Regions from separate parts of the Rattus norvegicus genome. Here region 2 is linked to region 1. A link is a contact called in public Hi-C data. All regions are on one chromosome and are shown on one strand. Each heading gives the region's core, a stretch centred on a gene start, on an enhancer-like site or on the middle of the called end of the contact. The rest is flanking DNA. Distances are from core to core; before and after follow the strand shown. Region 1 overlaps Sgcd (sarcoglycan, delta). Region 2 holds the start of Sgcd (sarcoglycan, delta).

Region 1 (6,774 bases), core at 1,338-3,837:
TGAAGACAGCAGAGACAATATAGTTTGGGGATATTTGCTTGAATGTTTTAACTTGTCAACAGCTGCCGACAGAGCTGAACAGAATGGATTTTAAGTCTTTAAATTTATCGATGTATAAAGATGTAGTCTGTTTTGAATACTGACCATAAGTATAAGCCCAAACATTCACAGGACATTCTTTCTAGTGTTTTTGGAAAATGGAGATGAGTTCATGGTCAAGTCAGGGACATAAGAAATCTCACAGTCATCCTCTGTTGGAGAAGAATCTGCCTTCAGCCTTTGCGTGGGTTGCAGCCATTGACAAAGGTAAGAGGACAGACTTTCCTGCAACAATTCTTCAAGTTGCATTTCAACATGGAATCTCATGGAGCTGCCTGTGGCATTTTGAAAAGAATTTCATTAAATGTTGCTAACATGTCATAAGCTCCCTTAAATGGAAGGGTAATGGCTCATAACATTTGTAAGCTTTTTAATTTCATGGAATATGAGCAGCATAATCAGGACCTATTAAAGTCAATCAACTGTGCCAAGAGGGGCTACCTACCTTTGTTTTGTTTCTGTTTCCTTGTGGGTGTACCCTGTGAACCAAAGGGTAGCAAGCCCCGGTAACATTCTTTAAGGTTCACACTGGCGTGTCACATTCTGAATAACTTCCAATGAAACCATTGTGGCTCTATTTGCATATATGGGTTGAACAGACACCTCTGGGAAATGACTCTCTTTGGAAAAGAGAGATTTCTCTTTGCCTTCACTTCAGCTCAGAAGGCAGAATCTTGAGAGAATTGAAAACCAGCCCCCCTCTGTCCATTTTAACTGGAATTAGGAAATGAAAATGAACATAAGGAAGATTCATGTATTCCACAATAGAGACGTGACCAGGTACTGGTTCTGTTCTGGGGTTCTCCTTTACTGCCAAGCCTTGACTTACTAGAGTAGCCACTTAGAGCCACTTAAGCATTAGGTGTGACTGTTGGCTAATTGCTGTATTCACTGATTTTTAAGTTTCATGAGAGCTCAATGATTTGAATGATGTTACCGTGTCACATCGCACGCCAGAAGTTACAAAGCTAGAAACAGTTAAAGCCACGTTTCAAATCCATTTCCATCAGGCCCTACCTCACATGTGCAGTGCTTTTGTGCTTCCTTTTCTTATACATGACCTGTTACAAGCGCTCCCAGAGGAAAAGGAGATATCTCAAGCACATTTCCACAAAGGAATAGAAGTGTCATTTTCAGCATGGCTGAAGGCTATGGAGTTAAACAGAGGGAATTGATATCACAGTTAAGGGAGAAAGCACATGCCGAAATTTGAAAACTCCCTGAATATGGCAAAGACTACAAGCACATCGACAGTATGGAAGGAAGGAAAGTGATGGATGAGAACCAAAGCTACCCCTCAAGTGACAGGTTAATCTCAATGACCAACCTGACTGAATATGGAATCGCCTAAGATATACCACCACATGTGTCTGTGATAGTTCCTCCAGAGAGCGTTAACTGAGCTATGGATCACCAACCCTGAATATAAGAGGTTTCATCCCATGGACTGTTTTCTTGAACTGAAAAAAGGGAGGCAGAATAAAATGCACAAAACCAGCACTCTGTCTTTTTCAAACTATGGATGTCAGGTAACCAACTGCCTGGTCCTCCTGATGCCGTCTTCCCTGCCATATGCATATCTGCCTACAAAATATGAGGCAAAATAAACTCCTCCTCCTGTAATTTACCTTTGTCTTGCATTTGTCCCACCACTAAGAAATGTGACTAACACAACCTTCAACACTAAGAACCTACAAAAGGTAAGGCTTAATTCTACACAATCCTGGCTATGTGTTATAGAAGCATATCTGATGACTCCACAGGACCTACCTTCAATCAGATATTATGGTAACTTGGTACATCTGTGGGTCACTGGGTTCATTTGTATACAAATCCTTGAGCATTTTTAAACAGGTACTCTAATATACTTCTAAATAAAAGGCATAATTAGAAAGATGCCATGTTGTGGTAGGAAACAGTACAATCAGGTATTTCTAGCTTTTGACACTGCAAAATGATATTCTAATCTACAAAGTACATGCTTAAGAACTGGGTGATTGAGTAAATGAAAAATATTGTGAGAATAAAATTATAATATTTTAAGTATGTTTACCATTTTGTGCTGGGCTGAATTCATAACTAACCTGCAGTATGTAAAACCCACAGACCACATAGGTTAGAGCTTCCTGATAGGGTATTTGTGATTTAAGTTGAGGAGAAAACTAGGAGAGAATGTATAAGAGGGAGTGTAAGGAAAGGTCAGAGAAGTAGAAACTGATAGAGAGGAGGCCATAAGGTTCTCTCATCTTTGTGGCACCCGCATGAGGCTTGCACGTTTCCCTGGATTACAGAGAAAGTAAGTCAACAAGCAACACAACGTAACCTAGATCTACTGCCTACCACTCAAGATAGTAGAACATTTCAGTTAAGGTCAGTGTTAAAATCTGCTTTGGGGGTAGAAAATGTGAGTGGGTAGAAAGACAGCTCAGCACTCAAGAGCACTTGCTGCTCTTGGAAAGGAGCTGCGTTTAGTTCCCTGTATGTGTGGCAGCTAACAGCCATCTGTAATTCGAGCTCCAGGAGATCTGATGCCCTCTTCTGGCATCCTCATGCAAGCCATGTGCTTCCAAACATGCCAACATACTCATATACATAAAAACAAAATAATTGTTTTTTTTTAAAAGAGAGAGAATCTAGTTGGCTTGGGATATAAGATGTGCATTCTTTATAACTGTCTGCTGCTTATCTTGAGTAAGATGACTATAATTAGAAATTCTTCTTCACAGAGCCATCATAAGGAGTGAAATGGGACATTTATACCTGCCCTCTCTACTGCCTTTTCAGCATGGAAGTTTAAGCTCACATTGCTTAGATTCAAATTCAGTAAACATGTATGAGCAATTACTGTGGGTTATACCCTCTGTAAGGTACTTTTTACACCTATTAGTTTACTGAATCTCTCTAAAAGCAAATCTTTGTTGTCTATTAAAGATAAAGACGGTCACTGTTGAAAGAAAAGCAAAACCCAGAGGGATCTTAGGAATACTTACAGGTTCGCCACCAAGGACTGGGGAGGACCTTTAGTGTATGGAGCACTGGCCTGGAATGCACAATCAAATCCCCTCAATTGTTCCTTGACATGGCATAAAACTCTGCATAGTACTGCACGCACGTCATCCCATCACTTAGGCAGTGGAGGAAGAAAGCGCGAATACTGAAAGTCATCCTCTACTACATAGGGCATTTAAAGCCTGCATGGGCTGCATGAACTCTTGTACCAAAAATAAACAAATAGAGTAATTAATTAATCCCTAGCATTTTCTGGTAGGACGTTTTCAGTGATCATAAGAACATAAGAGCTCTGTGTCCAGGTTTCTCTCTGGGGTCTTTTCTTTTTTGCTTTGTAGAGCCTTCATGGCTCTCTTGGACCATGAATTTACTGACCAAAGCTCTATGTCTAAACCCAAACAACAGTTTGCTTTGTGGATTATTTTATTTCCTAAAGGGTAATTTAAAAATAGACCTTTTGCTAAGCCAACTTAAAAAAATACTATACAGCTTGACCTTATAATCAATATTGCTGAATCTCACAGGGCCTTATGGCATATGCGGAAGAACCCAAAGACTTCTCTGTGTTCATACATGGAGATATGGCATGAAGCCTCCCACACCCCACCATTAACCACTGTGCTGTTGTTGGCCATACACTTAAGTTTTCACTTTCTTTTTTATGCAACAACCTGATATCAGACAATCCAATGAATTTCCTTGTCAGAAAATTAGGTGTCTGTCCTCATCTTCCACCTTGATAGAGAATGGGTCTCTGTGTTTCGCTGCAATTACCAGACTAGTTAGTCAAGGAGCTTGTGAGGATGCTCATGTCTCTGCCCTTCAAGTAGCCAGGAGCGCTACGCTCACAGGCATAAGCTACTGTGCCCGTCTTTGTTCAAATTCTTGGTTAACTCAGGTTCCGTTTCTTGAGCATCTATGGCTTGACCTACTGAGTCATCTCCCCAGTCTTATCTGTCCTTTCAGCATTGTGCTATGCTGCTGATGCCTGATTTTCTTCCATTATACTTCTCTTAGTACATTCCCATCTAAATCCTCTTTGTACTGATATTTAAATGAATTCTTACAGAATAAATTACAAACAAGCTGAGAAGCCCAAGGTTCAGTTATATGGTGTGGGCCACTCTCAGCTGCCAAGGCGTTAGCTCAATTGCTGTCCCCTTTACAGGGGAGAACTGTATATTCACAAGTAATGAGAAGGACAGAACAGGTATAAAAGGCCAAATGTTTTATGATTTTTCTTTTATAAGGGCCTCAAATCACAGCAGAGGACCTCCAAGTATCTCCTAAAAGGTTAAATAGTGGCAGCACATGCCAGTCATAGCTCTTCCTGCCTCACATTTTGCTAACATATAATGCTATGACTCCTGAACTCTTTGTGGTAGTGATGGAAAGTGTGGTTGTGACTGCCACATCTTAAAGAGCTTATATAGAAACCCAAGAGAAAATAAACATGTCAGAAATGCTGCAGGATGAGGGATTCTTGTCTTACTAACAACCTAAGTCAAGGACAAACAACAGATAGCTATACGGTCCTAATTGAAAAGGAACCCAACTCCATTCCTTACACCTTAATGAGCTACCACCTAAGGAAAGCTCATCTTGCCATAAATATTCCCCTCATGTTGAGAAACAAAATTGAGCCTCAACTGAGGGCTAAAACCAATCTATACAGCTTGATGGTAGAACACTTCAATTATCCCACCATCTGTACTTGTGTTTTTCTCTTGAGAGAAAGCAGTTTGATTTCCACGACTCTGATGTTGCATAATGCGAGTGGTGGCTCGGTACCTGGAGGAAGTCACACCACTGTAGCAAGCAAGAAGGATAGCATGGCTGTCTGTCTTCCTCACTCTTTCACCTTTGTAGTTGCTGTCACAATCTACCCTTCCTTCTTTCTTTCCCTCTAACATACAACAGGGGCATCTGAGGAATATTTATTAATCTTAAAAACCTCTTTTTCTTTGCAGACCATTTTGGTACTTGCCTAAGGGCTGAAATTTCTGCTGATAAACATGGAAACACTCTAGAGTCCCACCCTTACGGTTTTAGGCAAGAGCCATTTAAAATATCTCTGACAATAATTTACTGTGCACAGCATCAAAAGGTTACACTTCGCTACTTCCAGAGATCGCAAAAATCAACAGAACAGTACAGATTTGCTCATCATTTCATGGGCCAAAGAAATGTCCCCTTCCACCTTTGAAATGACATCTTCCAAACAGTCATCTGTGATTCTGACAAGGAACAAGGTTTTTTAAATTGAGACCAAGAGTGCAATACACAATGGCAATTATGAAGCACCCGGTGCAACCAGTGCTGCTGAAAGATGTTTTGATTGAAACATTATGAAAAACATTTTATAGTAACTTTATTTCTTTTTGCTAACAATTTAATTGTGAAGAACAACAAAGCTTTCAGAAGTATAGGGGAACCTGAGTCATCCTTAAAGCTAGCTCATCTCTCTTATTCTCCTGAGTCTTATCAGGCACTTCCAATTGTGACGTGCCCCTGGACTGGAACTGGCCTTTTCTTACCATTTAAAGAACATCAATCAAACCACGGTGCTTCTTCTTTTAAAACTCTTAAATGTTACTTAAGAAGTAATCAAGAAACTGTCTCAGCACCAGGTGGCACATATCAGCACATGTGTGACAGTCCTTCATCAGGGTATACCAGTCACTGTATCAGCACACAGTATCAGTACAAATGGGACCAGGTGACACTGATAAGGCACACTGACAGAGATGAGAGGCTCCACATTTTGAAGGGCTGGGAGTGCTAATGTTTAATTCTCAGTCCATGGCAGGCCGCCATTCTTAGGAGCCTACATTTGTTTATAGATGACATGGATCGGACATCTGTAGTTTCTTAGTGTACAGAAGTGTGACAGGCTTTACAACCTCTGTAACACTTTTATTTCTTTCATCCACTGAGTTGTCAGTCTCCCATCAGCCCATACTGTATCTTACTGCCATGCGAGTGTATATTTAGCATATGCATAAAAAGATAAGTAATTCACATATAAATGCCTGCAAAGGAGATATCTGTCCCTGTTTCTATCTGACAAGCATGGACTTAAGTGAACATTGTTTGTTCCAACAAACTCTTCTTCCAAACCTGACAAGGTCATGAGTCTAGGAACTTCAGTGGTTAAACAGAGACAATAATAATATTTCTAGTGCTAGTAACATATAGTTATCAATTTGAACTTAGTAACTTGTGTTCAAGACACTAGTGTATAAACTACATATAATAACTTTCACAAAGCTGGAATGGGCTTATGATATAGAAGTACAACTGTCTCCATTTTCTAGGGGAGTAAAGTGAGTCACAGAAAAGGTCAAGACACTTGCTCAAGCTCATATACCTTAGTGAATTGACAGATCTAGGATCTGAACCAAGGAAGGTGGTGCTTTAGACTGTGATCCTGTGTGTATGTGTGTGTGTGTGTGTGTGTGTGTGTGTGTGTGTGTGTGTGCATGTGTGTGTGTTTAAGGTTTACTAATGATATTATAAGATACTAGAGTATACTAAGATTTTACCATATTGGAACAAATATATGCCCCTACTTTATATTTCTAAGTCTGTGCTATTAAGGAGATTTGATAGCACAAGGAACTCACATATGTGAGTAGATTGGTAATTATACAATTTATACTTATA
Region 2 (6,774 bases), core at 2,608-5,107, 200 kb after region 1:
CCTCAGTTTATGATTTCCACTGCAGTCCCAGAGAGTAAAAGACTGACCAAGAACAGTCCTTGCAGGGTTACTTCATGGAGTTAGTGCCTGACCAGTGAGCTTGGACCCACTTCTGCCAATGTGCTTTGAGGCATCAGGTTGAAACTATAATGAGGTTATTCCATCCTGATTAAAGGACTCAGGAGGGCAAATAATTTCCCTTCATCCTCTCTTGCTACTTTCTGGGCTTGTGGACAACACATGGAGAGAGAAAGAGGATATAAAATCTACCTGGAAGTAGGTAAAGCAGTGCTTCCTGCCCCTGTGCTTCCTGGGCTCATAAGTCTGATCTACAGTGGTATGAAAGTCTGACCTACAATGGTATGTGTGAAAACAATCCCTTTAAGGTTTTGATCACTAGAAGCAGGGTTTGAAGGACTGATGGCTAAATGCAGTCTGCATGGACACAGCTCTCAAACTTTCTTTTCCAATGAAATCTCCTGTAAAATCCCAACACACAGAATAAAATGCCTCTGGCCTCCACCAGAATAGAGTAATCCAAAGCCATTCCCTTCCAGTTGCCTGCAAGTTCTATAAAGCCAGACTTGTCAGGAACGTTTCTCAGGAATGTCTTTTGTTGGCAAATATATAATTGCCTGGCTGTGGGCCCTTCTCAAGTTTAAATTAGTAGAGCTCCCATTGGAACTCCTTGTCCTGTTTCAAAAAACTCTAGGCCTCAGTCTGTGAGTTATACTTGCCCATGGACCCTACTTTTGAGTGACACCACCCCATTTTCTGGGGCTACAACAGCGGTTTGACTAATGTCATGGTGGATCTCTCTGCCCTTCCTCTTGTCTGTCTGTTGATTATCTTCCTATGTAGTCTATCTATTCATATTCTATTTATTTTACCATCTATCATGAATCTCATCTACTAATCATTTATCTCCTCTCTCCATCTCTGTGCCTTTCTGGACCACTATACATACCTATCTCAACTCTCTGTGATATCTATCTATCTGTCTGTCTTTCTATCTATCTATCTATCTATCTATCTATCTATCTATCTATCTATCTATCTATCTGTCTGTCTATCTATCTGCCTATCTATCTTCTAGTCTATTTTCTATTCTCTTTCACTCCACATCACTCTTTGTGTCTTTGTCTCTGTTACCTGTCTGCTAGCTACCCTTCGTATCTCTGTAGTTATCACACATAATCGTCTATCAGTCCTATATCTTTGGAGAAAAAAAATTACAAACATCCATTTTTTTGCTCTAAAAAAGCATACAGAACATGATCTTCTTTTTCAAAACTTTGTTGTAATAAAGTAGGTCTAGCAGAGCCTGGAATAGCTTCATTCCAGTAGTGACTTGCTCATGTCCACCTGGTCCCTTCACTCAATGTTCCTGCAGGAATAGTTCTGTAAGGAATACAGGCTAAAATAAGGCCCCAAGAGCCTGTTCTCTCCTGCTTTGGAAATCTGAGCCCTCTGGGTAATGCTATTCTTATAAAATGTGCTTTCTGATTACTTCCAGAAGGTACTGCAGAGCAGGCTGACCATAATGTTTCTCCTTGTGAGGAAGGTAAAGCAGCCTTGTGAACTGTGATTGAGTTACCTTCAGGTGAAGGCCTGCAGAGCAGTGTCTGGTGGATTCTAATAATTGTGCTGATTTCCTGTATGGAGATCTCCCTTGGTGTCCCATGCTTATTTTGCCCACCTCTGTCCTTCCTGGAGTCACCTCTGTGCCAGATTTCTTTTTCTCTGCCCTCCTCTTCCCCGGACCCTCTTTCAAATCACAAGAGAATGTGAGATTCCCTCATTTGTAAAGAGAAACTACAGAGTTTCTTCCCAGTTTGGGCACTGCTTCGCACAATCCTGCAACCCGGAGTTGCTATGTCACGCCTCTTTCTGCAGAAAGCTTGACACGTACTAAATTTAGAGGGGCATGCCATTCCGGATCACTCTCTGTCTCTGTTACTGGCAAGGGGTGCTTGGCTGTGGTTCAGCTTAGCTACTAATCTGCCCAGGCACCAGGAAGGAGAGCCATGGTCCATCTTGACTTCTAACTGCCCTCCCTCGCCTGTCGGGAGTCCTTAAATACTTTAAGCTGCCCCACCCTGCTCTGCCCTACCCAACTCTAACCCTTCCAGACACAAAGATGAGGTTAATAAGGAAAACAAGTGTATGACTGAGAAAGCCAGCTGCCAGTCACACACCGATTCCATCCCCCAAAAACAAAACTGTGAGGAAAGTAAGTATCAATTGCCAATCTGAGAATTTTACAAACACCATGGCTTCTGCCTACTTTTCTTAGGTCCAGGACTGGGAGAAGAGAGACATCCCAACATCTACACTCTGTTTATCCCCTCACCATTCAGTACTAACAATGACCTCTTAGGGAGGTTCAGGTCCTGACTTAAAACTCACGCCATTATCTAAGAGAAGCACCCATAAGGTCTAGTGGCTCTTTGCTAATGACCTATTCAGGCACTCCAGCCTTTGCTCTGGTTTCCCTAGGCAGGCTCTTGCCCAAGTCCCCTCCGGACTAGCCCTGAAAGGGGATGAATGAGTTTTAGTCCAAACTTGTCTGAGCTGAGCCAGACTCTTAAAAACAGTAGCACTGCATGGCTTGTCTTCTAAATACATATGCAGAAGGGAGTAATAAAGTAGTTCTAGGAAGGCTACTCTACGTATTACAATACAGTGTATATGTATGAGAAAGAACTAAGATTGAAGGGGCGAGGCAAAGTTCTCTTCTGCTAAAAATTAGTCAATATTTTTAAGGCACTACTTCTAGTTAGGTGAAAGTAAAATGGGGTAGTCGATAAAACATTCGCACTATTTGTCTCTGTTTTTTAACAGTGATTTTTTTCAAAAATAAATGACTGTTTTCTGCTTTTGCTCTATTATCTGTTATAAAATACAGAGGCATTTATTAAACTACACGTTATTTCTTCCACCGAGTAAAAGGGGAATTGCTTACCAAGGCAGAATAACAATCCAGCATAGTTCTACACAAATGTATTATTGCCATTCAAATCTCACATAAGAAAGTCAAAGTCACATTTGAAAATTAAACACTGGGAACCCTTACACACACATCTGCTCCTAACCAAAAAGAAAGTGTATTCCAAAATAGATACTTCACACTCTGATTCCCTCCAAAACCAGGACAGTTTCCTGTATGGAACACCCCCTTTTAAAATCCTGAAAGCTTTAAAAAAAAACGGGAACATCTTCATCGGAGATTATCTTTGCAATCAATCAAGTGTCCCGTGAAGCAGAAAGGGAAACTTCCAGACCGCTGGAACAGGGTGACAGCACAGGAATCCACACTTTTCCTCCCTCACTGTTGATAACTGTGCAGTGCTAACTTTCCTAAGTGCCCCGGAGCTGTTGAAACTCAGATCTTACGGACCGTTGCCCGGCAAACAAAGCTGAGAAGCATCCAGTCCCTCTGCCCAGGTGACGGGGCAGAAATGTGTTAATTCACACATACACATGCAACCTCTTCCCACCCTGAACCTCTCCCAGTGTTGGTGAACGAAAAGCAGACAGGACTCAGGAAGCTAGGCTGGTAAGGCAAACACTGCACGGTCCCCTACCTCTCTTGTCTGTTTCACAGAGTGGCGGATGAAAAGTCCCCCGTGGTCCTGGGGAAAGCTGAGAGGCTCTGATGGAGGCGGCCACTCAGCCCGCCCATGTGAGCAGGCCCTGCCTGCGCTCAGGAGCTGCCCCAGTCAGATTTTCCAGCCGCACAACTGCAGCCAAGTCCCTGCCCATGCCTGAAGAATTTCCTGAACAGCATTCCCGCTCTCTCACTGCCTGCTTTGAAACCCTACTCTGCCTCTACTTCGATCCGGTTTTGTCAAGCTGACTCCCAGCTACTGGGCTGTCTCCAGATATCAGTGGGAAACACGTGTGTCAAACACAGACTGGCTTTCTTGCAACAGCGCTCATGGCGTCTGTCTGCTAGGCTCGCACACACAGAAAGAAGGCTGCTTCTAGAAAGGAGTTGGATTTCCCAGCACAGGCTGGTACTAGACGTAGTAGACATATCATACCCCCTCCCTCCCCTTCCCTCCCAGTTCAACATTGTCTCTTTGTACCTTGCTGGTTCCACAAGGAATCCCCCACTGCTTAGAGGAAGCCCAGTGTGCTCCCTCTTAGCACTCCTAATACCAAACCGACGGCAGCTAAGAGATATAAATTCTAGCTTCATCTTCCTCTCTGGCCCTTCCTAAGTTTTTTCCCGTAAAATTTCAGTTGCTGGGGAAGCAATATTTTTAGCGTTTCCAGTTCCGTTCTCCCAAGTTGTCCTCTCCACCTGACTCGTGCTGCATTTATCTCTGAAACTAAAAATAATGCAATTATTTTCCTCAGACACTTCGGATACTTTTTGCTCTAAAGCTGTGCAGGTAACATGGTACCGACTGCAACGTTCTTACATGCTGGGACAACTCTGTTAAGGTGACAGGAAAACGGAAGAACCCGGGACCAGAATGCATCCTACATCTGTGCAGCTGTAATTTTCTTTTTCCTGGGTGGCGCTCCCTCAAGATGTTCTGGGTACCTCCTGCTGGGATTTGTGGTCTACCTTCGACATTTTCTCTTTCCTATCATAAAAAAAAAGGAGAGAAATCTCAAAACACACGTGCTCCCAAAGGGGAGCTACCCGTATCTAATAAGCCAAAGTCAAGTTTTCAAGTTAATGTTCCAGGAAACAGGTAAAGGAGGGACATTTGGTGTGTGAGTTTCGTCGTTTTGTTTTGCATTCACATTTAAATCACATGGATCAACATTTTTTCTCTCCCTCTTTCCTTCTTTCTTTTCTTCCTCTTTTTTTTGTCTTTTGTTTGTTTGTCTTCCCGTTTTCTTGCCAGATTTCAAAACTATTTCTGTTCTAGAGTGGGCTGCTGTAAATGTTGGAACTCACTGGGGTTCAGGGTTTAGTATCACATTGTAGCAATCTCAGCACAATTATGTTTTTGCCTGAGGCAGTATGGTAGGCATTCCTGCAAGCATGCTTGCCAGTGTATGTGGATTCAGGCAGGCACATGTGGTGAGACACGCCCATACATCTGAGGTCATAGAGAACGTAGAGGCTGTCCAATCCAAATAGTTTCCAGCCTTCATCTTATTCAGAGAAACCCAGGCCTGGGGAGATGCGATGATTCATCCTGCGTTGCAAAGACAGTTCTTTCCAGAGCTGATGCTGGGGAAGGAAGGCATGGTGCAACCCTGTCATGTGTGCTCTTTCTATTGTAGTGTATTCTGGGAGGGGTTACAGTACCCAGCTTTCAAGTGAGCAGCCTTCAGTTGATTCTGGGTATAACTGTTTCTCTCCTCTAACTAGCTGCCCCAGCTGTAGGTTCTAGTCAACTCGTTTAAACTCTCTGGGGCCTTGCTCTTGTCAACTGTGAATTAAAATTAATAATTGAACCTGCTTTATAGGAGTAGTTACTGGTTTATTGAGGTAATCCCTGTGATGAATTTACAACAGTGCCACAAATCACTAAGTTTCTTTGTTGTTTTGGTGAAGTAAAACCTAGACCCTTTCTTTTATCTGAATTTTTTTCCCTAGATATTTTATGCTGTCTCAATCAGGCATATCAACTCAAATACAGGAGACTGCCCCAAGGTTTAGTTGGAACAATAAGCCAGTATGCGGCTACTCTTCCTTTATTACCAATCAGAACGCTGGAGTCTTTCCTCTAGGTTAACACTTAGGAAAGGCAAACAGTAGAATCGAATCCACGGTGCGTCACGTGAGGCTGCACCAAGTGCTGTCCAGAGAATTAGGCTTCAGCCCTAAGCTCAGAACAGTAGTTCTATAAAGAGACGGCCGTTTACAGTTGCAATGCCCACGTTCAGACACAGCTTCATCCCCAAGGACCAGCAGCAATGTGAAAATCCCCACACGGACAGAGAAATCACTCAGAGGAAACAGCTGCTACAAATCCTAAAGAATTGGATGTTGATTTGTGGGTTTCTACTGCCTTTGTCTTAGTTGTGGTGGTGCCCAGTGCTTAATTAAGCTGTGTGCAGCTTCCTCCAGACAGATGGAGTTCAAGCAGTTCTTAATGTTGAGTGGTTTACAAATGTTTAAGTTATTAGAGACAGGGCAACCCACTTTGAAAGCAAGCTCACAGTTCTATTTTCGTAACTTTTATATGTTGGGTATTGTGTAAGATAAGGCAGAATGAGGGTGGCCAGTATGACACCCGGTAAATGTTCAAATTACCTAAGTGCAGCTCGTGTTTCTAATACAGTGTTCCCTTCGAAAAGGATGGTAGAACTCATTCCTCAGTCTCCTTCTCTGACGGCTTCTCATCCTCATTGGTCAGCTCTTGAACTGTTCTCGATTATAGCAGAGAGAATTCATTCAAGTTAGCCAAAAGGGGGAAAAAAAAAAGGAGAACATACTAAATCAACAAGTGAGTTTGTATGCAGTCCTGAAGCACAAGAAGAACGAGGAGGATGTTGTCAAGGCTTTGTCTTCTTTTCCCCTAGGCTTCTCTCGGCTCCAATGCCATCTCTGTTCTCTGCAATGGGCAGTGAGGCATTCCCAGAGGCTTCACTCTCACAGAGAAAAATCCAAGGTCTTTCCCCAAAAACAGATCTACTCTATGAGGTCCACTTTGATCCACATGATCGCTGCCAAACAAGTTCTCTAACAGAACAGATGGTCAGACATATCTGTCTCACATGATAAACTGGCAGGCTAAGGGAAAGGAGTGAGAGCCATCTGTGTCACATGGGTTGAGTAGAATTATCAAGAGATTGAAGGGG

The links. A called contact is a pair of places that touch in the nucleus more often than the background predicts.
Region 2: a Hi-C map of psoas muscle shows a contact between it and region 1, with 2.7 times the contacts expected there. The contact joins the promoter of Sgcd here to the enhancer-like site in region 1. A contact is called at or near these places in 2 of 12 Hi-C or Micro-C datasets (Schwann cells and psoas muscle).

What each region holds. Positions count from the first base shown.
Region 1 is chr10:32,056,609-32,063,382 of GRCr8, forward strand. The region is part of intron 3 of Sgcd (sarcoglycan, delta); the gene reads right to left. Among named protein-coding and RNA genes, the nearest start is that of Sgcd, 190 kb to the right of the region's middle. Within about 2 kb of position 2,588, at least 1 of the 93 cell types and tissues checked has an H3K27ac peak or open chromatin away from gene starts, as enhancers often do.
Region 2 is chr10:32,251,083-32,257,856 of GRCr8, forward strand. It overlaps Sgcd (sarcoglycan, delta), which reads right to left and starts at 3,858. Exons shown (of 8, transcript NM_001134826.1): 1 at 3,588-3,858.